2 separate regions of the Callithrix jacchus genome follow, and region 1 is linked to region 2. Evidence: chromatin contacts called from public Hi-C data. All regions are on one chromosome and are shown on one strand. Each heading gives the region's core, a stretch centred on a gene start, on an enhancer-like site or on the middle of the called end of the contact. The rest is flanking DNA. Distances are from core to core; before and after follow the strand shown. Region 1 has its middle 51 kb from the start of SEMA4F. Region 2 overlaps HK2 (hexokinase 2).

The links. A called contact is a pair of places that touch in the nucleus more often than the background predicts.
Region 1: a contact with region 2 is called in a Hi-C map of skeletal muscle, with 4 times the contacts expected there. The contact joins two enhancer-like sites. A contact is called at or near these places in 3 of 3 Hi-C or Micro-C datasets (induced pluripotent stem cells and skeletal muscle).

The regions. Positions count from the first base shown.
Region 1 is chr14:38,478,142-38,482,396 of calJac240_pri, reverse strand. No RefSeq gene overlaps it. Among named protein-coding and RNA genes, the nearest start is that of SEMA4F, 51 kb to the left of the region's middle. Within about 2 kb of position 1,361, at least 1 of the 16 cell types and tissues checked has an H3K27ac peak or open chromatin away from gene starts, as enhancers often do. A contact at or near this core is called in skeletal muscle, where this site is marked.
Region 2 is chr14:38,305,429-38,309,562 of calJac240_pri, reverse strand. It overlaps HK2 (hexokinase 2), which reads left to right. Exons shown (of 18, transcript XM_002757585.6): 5 at 597-692; 6 at 1,199-1,298; 7 at 1,604-1,787. Among named protein-coding and RNA genes, the nearest start is that of HK2, 40 kb to the left of the region's middle. Within about 2 kb of position 2,327, at least 3 of the 16 cell types and tissues checked have an H3K27ac peak or open chromatin away from gene starts, as enhancers often do. A contact at or near this core is called in skeletal muscle, where this site is marked.

The DNA of each region.
Region 1 (4,255 bases), core at 112-2,611, 170 kb before region 2:
TTTGTACATTTGTCATCTCATAAGAATGTGTATCTGTGGATTCCCAGAAATGGATTTGCGAGGTCAAAAAGTAATTGCACATGTACTTTTGATAGATATTACCAAAATACCTTCCCAAAGGCCTGTACCATTTTGCATTTCCATGAACAAAATAGAAGTGTACCTGTCTCTTCACAGCTAGAATTAGCCCTTGCTGGAGATCTGTCTTCCCAGGTTATAGTCTGCTTGGACCAAAATTAAATTCTGTTTCATCTCTTGAGTACATACTGGGGTGGGGGCATTAGTCCTGAGGCATGCTGGGTAACATGGAAGACCAGCATCGACTTAAGAACCTGGCATGGCTAGTGCTCAATGTACAGTCCAGAGTATCAGTGTCTTTCACCTCAGATTAGCTCTTCCTTGCACTTCTCTTTGAGAGGCTGTTGCTTAGAATAGCCTCAAATGGGCAGAGGTTGCAGTGAGCCAAGCTCCTGCCACTGCACTCCAGCCTGGGCGACAGAGCAAGACTCCATCTCAAGAAAAACAAAAGCCTCAAAATTTGGGCAATCGGGTGATCAATTCTAATTTTATCCTTAAAGTGATCTGGTGGGATGTGAGGGGGTAGTTATGACTTCCACTTGACAGATGAAGAAGCTGAGGCACAGAGGAAAGAGACAGCACTTTCTTTTCTTTTCTTTTTTTTTTTTTGAGACAGAGTCTTACTCTGTCGCCAGGTACCAGGCTGGAGTGCAGTGGCGTGAGCTCAGCTCACTGCAACCTCCACCTCCTGGGTTCAAGCAATGCTCCTGCCTCAGCCTCTCAAGTAGCTGGGACTACAGGCACGCACCACCACGCCCAGCTAATTTTTGTATTTTTTAGTAGAGATGGGGTTTCACCATGTTGGCCAGGATGGTCTCGATCTCTTGACCTCGTGATCTGCCTGCCTCAGCCTCCCAAAGTGCTGGGATAACAAGTGTGAGCCACTATGCCCTGTGAGCTAGAACTTTCTTACTGCTCCCTTCCTCTTCTGAGATGAGCCCCAGTTGTAAGATTGGGGTCTTGATGAACTGGAGAGCATTTTGAGAGGGGAACACTTTGAGGAGGGATTGCCTCAAATTCCAAGGGAGTAGAGAGCAGCACATTGAAGGCTGCTCCAGGCTCCAGGCTTTAGGCAGAAGAAAGAAACAATCTTTAGTTCAACTTTGATCCCTGGTTTGCTTGTGTTCTTGATGTTACTTCGGGCCAGGGACTGGACCTCATTTGTCTTAGTACCTGGAACCTCTAGGATTAGCAGGCCAGGGCAGGAGTAAAAACAGCTGATCCCAGCCCCTAGTCTTCCCCCTTCTCTTCCTGGCCCTGGCTCCAACCTGCATCTCAAAAAGCCCTGTGTACTGGCCTCAGCCACCCCTCAGGCCTGGGAGTTTACTCACAGGAAGCAAGGTCCACTCTCCAGACCCAGAGAAGATGCTTGTCCAGGCCCTGGAAACAGGATCAGGACTGTTTGGGAATTCCAGGGTCCCAGGTACCTGGAAGATGGTCCAAAAGGAGGTTTGGACTCCAGATAAGCACATCCCTTAGGGCCCATAGATTTCCCCAAAGAAGAGCCCTCTAAAACATAGGGTCTAGGTGTAAGGGTGATGCTATGGGAAAGAATCTAGTCAAACCATCAATCCGAAGGCACTAGGCAGAGCTGGAAAATTCAGGCGCAAAAAAACTGGATGCAAGTCAGAGAAATCTGTTCATAATAAGAAGGCTTGGGCTGGGCGCAGTGGCTCATGCCTATAATCCCAGCACTTTGGGAGGCCGAGGTGGGTGGATCATGAGGTCAAGAGATTGAGACCATCCTGGTCAACATGGTGAAACCCTGTCTCTATTAAAAATACAAAAAATTAGCTGGGCATGGTGGCACATGCCTGTAGTCCCAGCTACTTGGGAGGCTGAGGCAGGAGAATTGCTTGAACCCAGGAGGTGGAGGTTGCAGTGAGTCGAGATTGCGCCATTGCACTCCAGCCTGGGTAACAAGAGCAAAACTCCATCTCAAAAAAAAAAGGTTTAAACTGGGAGAAAGAAGTCAGAGGTTATAGGAGCCACATAAGTAAGAAAATATAAGTATAATACATATTATGGGATGGGATGGCCCAGGGATGGGGATGGGCTGGGATGGAGCTGTCACAGAGTTGGGGTACCTGGTCAAGTAGTTGTGCATGGAGCTGGCTGTAAGTGGGAGCTATCCTTTTCCAGACAGCAATTCTAGTCTTCTGTCCTCTACCTAGAAGTCAGAGATACCTGTAGACTCAGTCACAGAAGCCCTTACCAGCCTGGTTGTCAGGCCATTTTACTCCACCCAGATTCAGGGGGCCCTGTCTGAAAGAATATCTGGTTAGGTTTGTTGAAACAGAACCTTAGCACAAAGGTCCTACTGCAATGTGAGTCATGCTGAATCCATAACCACTGAGGGGTTCCTTACAAATATAACTAAGTACAAATACCTCCAAGAAAGTCATGCCATGGTGAGTTTTCCTTTGACTATCAGTCCTTCCCTCTTGAGGGCTTACTCAATTTCTTCACTTCTATCAGGTATCCTAAAAGATCCCTGTTGTTATTTCCACTTCAGAGGGTCACAGCCCCCACAAGCAAACCAATGCCCAATTAGTAAGCCGCAGTAGTACCAGTTTCACTGTGTTTTGTCAAATCTGCATAAGCTCTATTTTGCTTTCTCACAGAATCACACACTCCTCAAGTTTTAGGGAATTATTATTTTTTTCTTTTTGTAGAGATGGTGTCTCACCATGTTGCCCAGCTTAGACCCAAACTCTTGGCCTCATGCAGTCTGCCTTGGCCTCTCAAAGTGTTGGGACTACAGGTGTGAGCTACTGTGCCCTGCCTTATTGAGGGAGTTTAAAGCCTGGTGCTTGAATGCTCTCAGTAACCAAGGTAACTTACAAGGTAGCCAAGTTTACCTTTGAGCCACTCTGACCTCCAAAGGGTCTTGTTTAGGTTCAGCTGAAATCTGTGTTTTCCAATTTTCCAATCATTGGTCTTCATTTCACCTGTTGGGGTACACGCAGAGTATCTTCAGGGCCTTTCCCAGCTGACCCAGACTGTGGCCCAGTTTACTACCATAACTCATCTGAGCCACCTCTGTGGATCAGACACCTCCTATGTTTTCAGCCATTCTCCATATGATATGGTTTCAGGAACTCTCCCCTACACCCACATGCAGGGCACTCAGCATGTGGGTGTAGGGGAGAGTTCCTGAAACCATATCATATGGAGAATGGCTGAAAACAGGAATAATGCCTCAGAGGGACCTCCAAGTGAAGATGCCACATAGGCTGTTAGATAAATTATCTGACATTCAGAGGGAGGACTAAGATAAATGGGTATAGATTTCAGAATCATTAGCTCGTGTTGGGGGTGGCTGAAGGTAGTTAAGGTCACCTATGGAAACTGAAGATAAAGAGAGAATGGAACCTGGGGGAAGATGGATTGTTCAAGGGTAGGTGGAGGAAGATGGAGGAGCACACAAGAGACATGGAGAAGGAGCAGTTGGAAGGTCAGGGGAATGATCAAGAGACTGTTACCATAGAAACTCAGGGAGGAGAGTGTTCAAAATAGGGATAGCAATGATATCTAAAGTAGCAGAGGCCCAGGCATTGGGCAGCTTCTCAGGAGAAATGACAATGAGAACTAGAGAACAGAAGGCTGAGGAGAGAATGGGAGTAGAGAAGTGGAGGCAGGGAGTAAAGAGTACTTTCTGAGATGCTAGCTGGCAAGGGAGAGTCAAAGGAGTGTCATTTGTGTTTAGGGTGGGAGAGACCCAAGCTTGTTTCAATGCTAATGTAAGGGGCCAGGAGGAGGACAAGGTGGAAGATAGGTGGAGAGTGGGCAGAAAGCCATGGCTGGCATGATCTTGAGGAAGAGCATTGAAGGCACGAAAGGACAGTGGAGGGGATTATTTTTAAATAATCTTCAGAGAGGACAGATCATTCACAGAGAGGAAGGAAAGGCAATGTGGATGGGCTTCAGAGCAGACATCTCTCAATGAATGTAGGGGTAAGATGCAGGGCAAGATGCCCAGTTTTGCCTTGACATAGTAGATGAGGTTGTCTGTTGTGAGTAAAGTGAGCAATGGTAGTGAAGAGGGAGACCCAGGCATCTCAGATCAACTTCCCCTTTTTCCTAAGACTGTAAACTTCCCCTTTTCATTCCTAAGACCGTAAACCAAAGCGCTTTTCATATGTAATTTCTGAGACTGTAAACCGAGATCCTTTTC
Region 2 (4,134 bases), core at 1,078-3,577:
CACAAGAACAGTCATGGATTGCTTAACAATGGGGATATGTTCTGAGAAATGCTTTATTAAGTGATTTCCCTGATGTATAAACATCACAGAGTACACTTACACAAACCTTGATGGTATAGACGGCTACACACCTAGGTTGTATGGGACAGCCTGTTAATCCTAGGCCGCAAATCTGTATAGCATGTTATTGTACTGAATGCTATAGGCAGTTGTAACACAGTGATATCTGCATATCTAAACTAGGCAATCGGAACTTTCCAGCTCTATTATAACCTTGTTACCACCACAGTATATGCAATCTGTCATTTACTGAAACATTGTTATGTGGCACATGACTGCATCTTATAGTGACAGATCTAACCTGCTCTTTCCACTTCCTGGAGTTTATCATGAAGGACTCATTCATTTAACCTCCCTTCCTGGTCTTTGAGGGGCCTGAGTTTCTTTTTCCTAGGCTAGCCAGGAAGTAATACACACATTCAATCACGACTTCAGTGCAGTGGCAGAGGTCTCTGCTAATGACAGTGGTTTGAGAGATGTGGTGTGAACTTTAGTTTTAGTGGGAAATCAGTATTCACTCCTTGGTCGTCTTTCAGAGTTTCCTGGTCTCATGGACCAAGGGCTTCAAGTCCAGTGGAGTGGAAGGCAGAGACGTTGTGGCTCTGATCCGGAAGGCCATCCAGCGGAGAGGGGTGAGTGGGGTGATGGGAGCCTGGGGTCTGTGGGCTCTTCTGGGTCCACCTTGAAGTCTCTCTGAGTGTCCTTGACTCATCATGATTTGCTTTTGTGGGGCTTAGGGAGAGGTTCTCTTCCCTGACACATGTACGCAGTAATTTTGTATGTGATCAGCTGCTTTGTGGGGCGGGGTGGGGGAGGGGGGGTTAAATTATCACAATGAATAAATAATTTTTGTCTTGGCACAAGACTCTTTAGTTCTTAACCTGAAGAAGACTTGAATATCATTTCCAAGTAAGAAAGTTGGAATGATGTTGGCATGGAGTGGAATGGCACAGAGAGAGAATAAGAAAGTCTTATCACAGCAGTTATGGGGAGAAAGGGGGAAAGAGAGAGAGAGAGAGGAGGAGGAGGAGGAGGACGAGGAGGAGGAGGATGAGAAGGAGTAGTGATGTACAGCTGGGGTCAGGAAAGTCACCCTCTGTGATGATGAAGGTCAGAGCCCTCCCTTTTATCTCCACAGGACTTTGATATCGACATTGTGGCTGTGGTGAATGACACAGTTGGGACCATGATGACTTGTGGTTATGATGACCACAACTGTGAGATTGGTCTTATTGTGGGTGAGTGAGTGAACACTGGGCATGAGGGCCTGTGCTGGCCAGAGGATGGGGGTGTGGGCTGGAAAGGGAGAAGGGGCCCATGGGCTGGGTGTTCCTTTATAGTTCATACTAGAAGATAATGGTCCAGTCATTTTGGAGAGCTGAGCTGGAACTCATGGGGTTGGGGGCAGCAGAAGATTGGACCATGTGTTGGGATGCCCGCAGAGTCTGCAGTGAGAAATCCCAGCCACCCTGCAGTGGTGTAAGAGGGAAGAGGGGTGGGGGGAATGGAGCAGGCATGGCATAGTAGTCACTTGTTTTGGCAGGCACGGGCAGCAACGCTTGCTACATGGAAGAGATGCGCCACATCGACATGGTGGAGGGTGACGAGGGGCGGATGTGTATCAACATGGAGTGGGGGGCCTTCGGGGATGATGGCTCGCTCAATGACATTCGCACTGAGTTTGACCAGGAGATTGACATGGGCTCACTGAACCCTGGGAAGCAACTGTGAGTAGGCCCTTCTTGTGTGGGTGGACTTGGAGGGGGGCCTCAGGAGCTTAGTTTGGGGCTGGTCAGGGTCAGGGGGTGGTTTCTTTATAGTGTTATATCCCCAAAGGTTGCCAAGGTGGCCACTGGTCATAGGAATGTCTGTGACTAGTAATTGCGGAAAGATCTAAAACAGAGAGCAAGCAGATATCCTAGATTATATCTAATAATGTGTGTCCTTCAGAGGAGTCATTTTGGAAGGTTCTAGTCTGAGTGTAAGTGGGTGGCCCTGCTCTTCTTTCCGCCTTCTATTTCTAAATTGTCCATGGGAACTGTGATCCACCAAAGAGTGTTGATGATCAAGACTGGGGTCTCTGAAAGCTCCTTTCATAGCTCCCACTCCATCACTCCCCAAAGGACAGGCTGACAGCTGGCTGCTCACTGCTGGCCCCTGGGGTCCCAAGGCCTCCTGCCGCAGTGTAGGCAGACCCATGGCCTCTGGAGACATTGGCTGAGGAGCTTCCTTGGCCTCCTTCCCTTGGACCTTGGCCCAACTATATCCTGGGATGGATTGGAGGAGAGGCTACTAGCATTTTGGATCCTGAATATTGTATTCTCCAGCCTGGCCTGCCTTCGTTTTTAGTTGCTTTTATCTCTTACAAAACCTTTTTGTACCCTCACAAACATTGGCCAAATGTGCATGGGAAAGATCTTGAAACAGGGATTGCTTCAAGGTCTGAAGCAGTTGCAAAATATTTTGAGCAATACAGATCATCTCCAGTCTTGTTGAGACTGTTGTAGAAAAGCTTTGTGTGCAGATCTCTCCTTGGAGAGGAAAATTGAACTCTGTAAACCAAGTCAGTGGTGGGCAACCTTTCTTCCCAGGAGAGTCCTTGCTTTCTCAAAGCATGGTTTATTTACCTAAGTCACAAGCTTCTTTCATATGTTGAAACATGAGTCGTATACTTGAACTTTCTGAGGAACACACTGGTTGTCTGCAGTGGGTGATGAGAGGTTTATGACCTGAAAAGTCACTCAGTGCCTGCCTTCATGAATGAAGCACACCCAAGTCATTCCAAGGAACTATAGGCCCTTTCAAGTGTCAAAAGACAAATGTGCCAGCCAGGCCATGACAACACCCCCCCGGCTTATCCTTAGACAAGACAAAGGCTGAAAGGAAATATACCAAATTGTCATCCATGGTAGCCCTAAAGTCACCATAGACATTTTTTATTAAGTAATAAAAAATGCCCCTCTTATTAAGTATCTTCCAAATGTTGACTGGAACAAAGTGTTTTTAAAAACTAGAACAAAAACTTACATTAAAAAAAAAAAACCACCCATACTTGGGAGCCCCTCTGGCCTCAGCCCACTCCCCCTAGCTCCCATAGAACCAGCTGTGTGGGAGAAGACACTGGGGCAGACACGGAGTTCCTTACTGTTGAAGACAGGCTCGCATCCAGGCTCGTTTCCTTCTCCGGAAGCTCTGCCTGTCTCGGTGCACTAACGTTTAAAATATGCTCTGTGATCTGTGCAGTTTCGCCAGCTCTCTGCTGTACTTGGCCATGGGTCCTGAGCAGGCTGCTTCCTGGAGGCCTGAGTTTCTCTCGGAATGGTAACCCTGGAATCCCTTCCACACCTCAGTCCTGGGCCTCCTCGTCATTGGGGCTCATCCTAGTTACTGTCAGCAGGCCTGGGCGCCCCCTCTCTCCAAGACGCAGATTCTTTCTCAAACATCCAGAAATGGGTCTTTTGCCAAAAAGATTCGCCAGAGATTGGTTTCCTCTGGCTCAGTTCTAGCCAGAAAGACCAATTTACAAGGAAAACAGTGCCACCTAGTGTTGAAAATTTAAATCACCTTACCGCACTGCTTATCTTTCACCCTTAAAACATGCCTTTATCTTGTTAGCTGCCTGCTAAGAAGCGTGTTTCACTCTCAGACTCCTGAGACCCATCATTTAGAGTTCAGAGGCCAGTGCCGATTCCTCTATCCCAACCTGCCCTTATAATGTTGCCCATCACCCCCTGCCCCAGGTGGTTTTCACACCATTTTCCCTGGAGCCCACCAACGGCTTGCAGGGGTGGACAATGTGAGCAGATGAGTTTCTAGGCCTGTGCCACATATTTAATCAGATCAACCTTTTCTCTTGGAAATAAATATTGGGCTATGTAAGATGTTAATTTTAAAAAGGATTTTCTGGCTAGAGAAGAATTTTAAAGATTACTACCCTACACATCTTTACCTAAAATACAGGCTGTTCCAGAATGTTCCATACTCCCTAGGCATTTCATTTGTCTGCTGAAGTCTCATTCATTCTTCTCCATAGGTCAAGGCCCAACAGCCTGCAGGGACAGCCCAAGCCAGTTC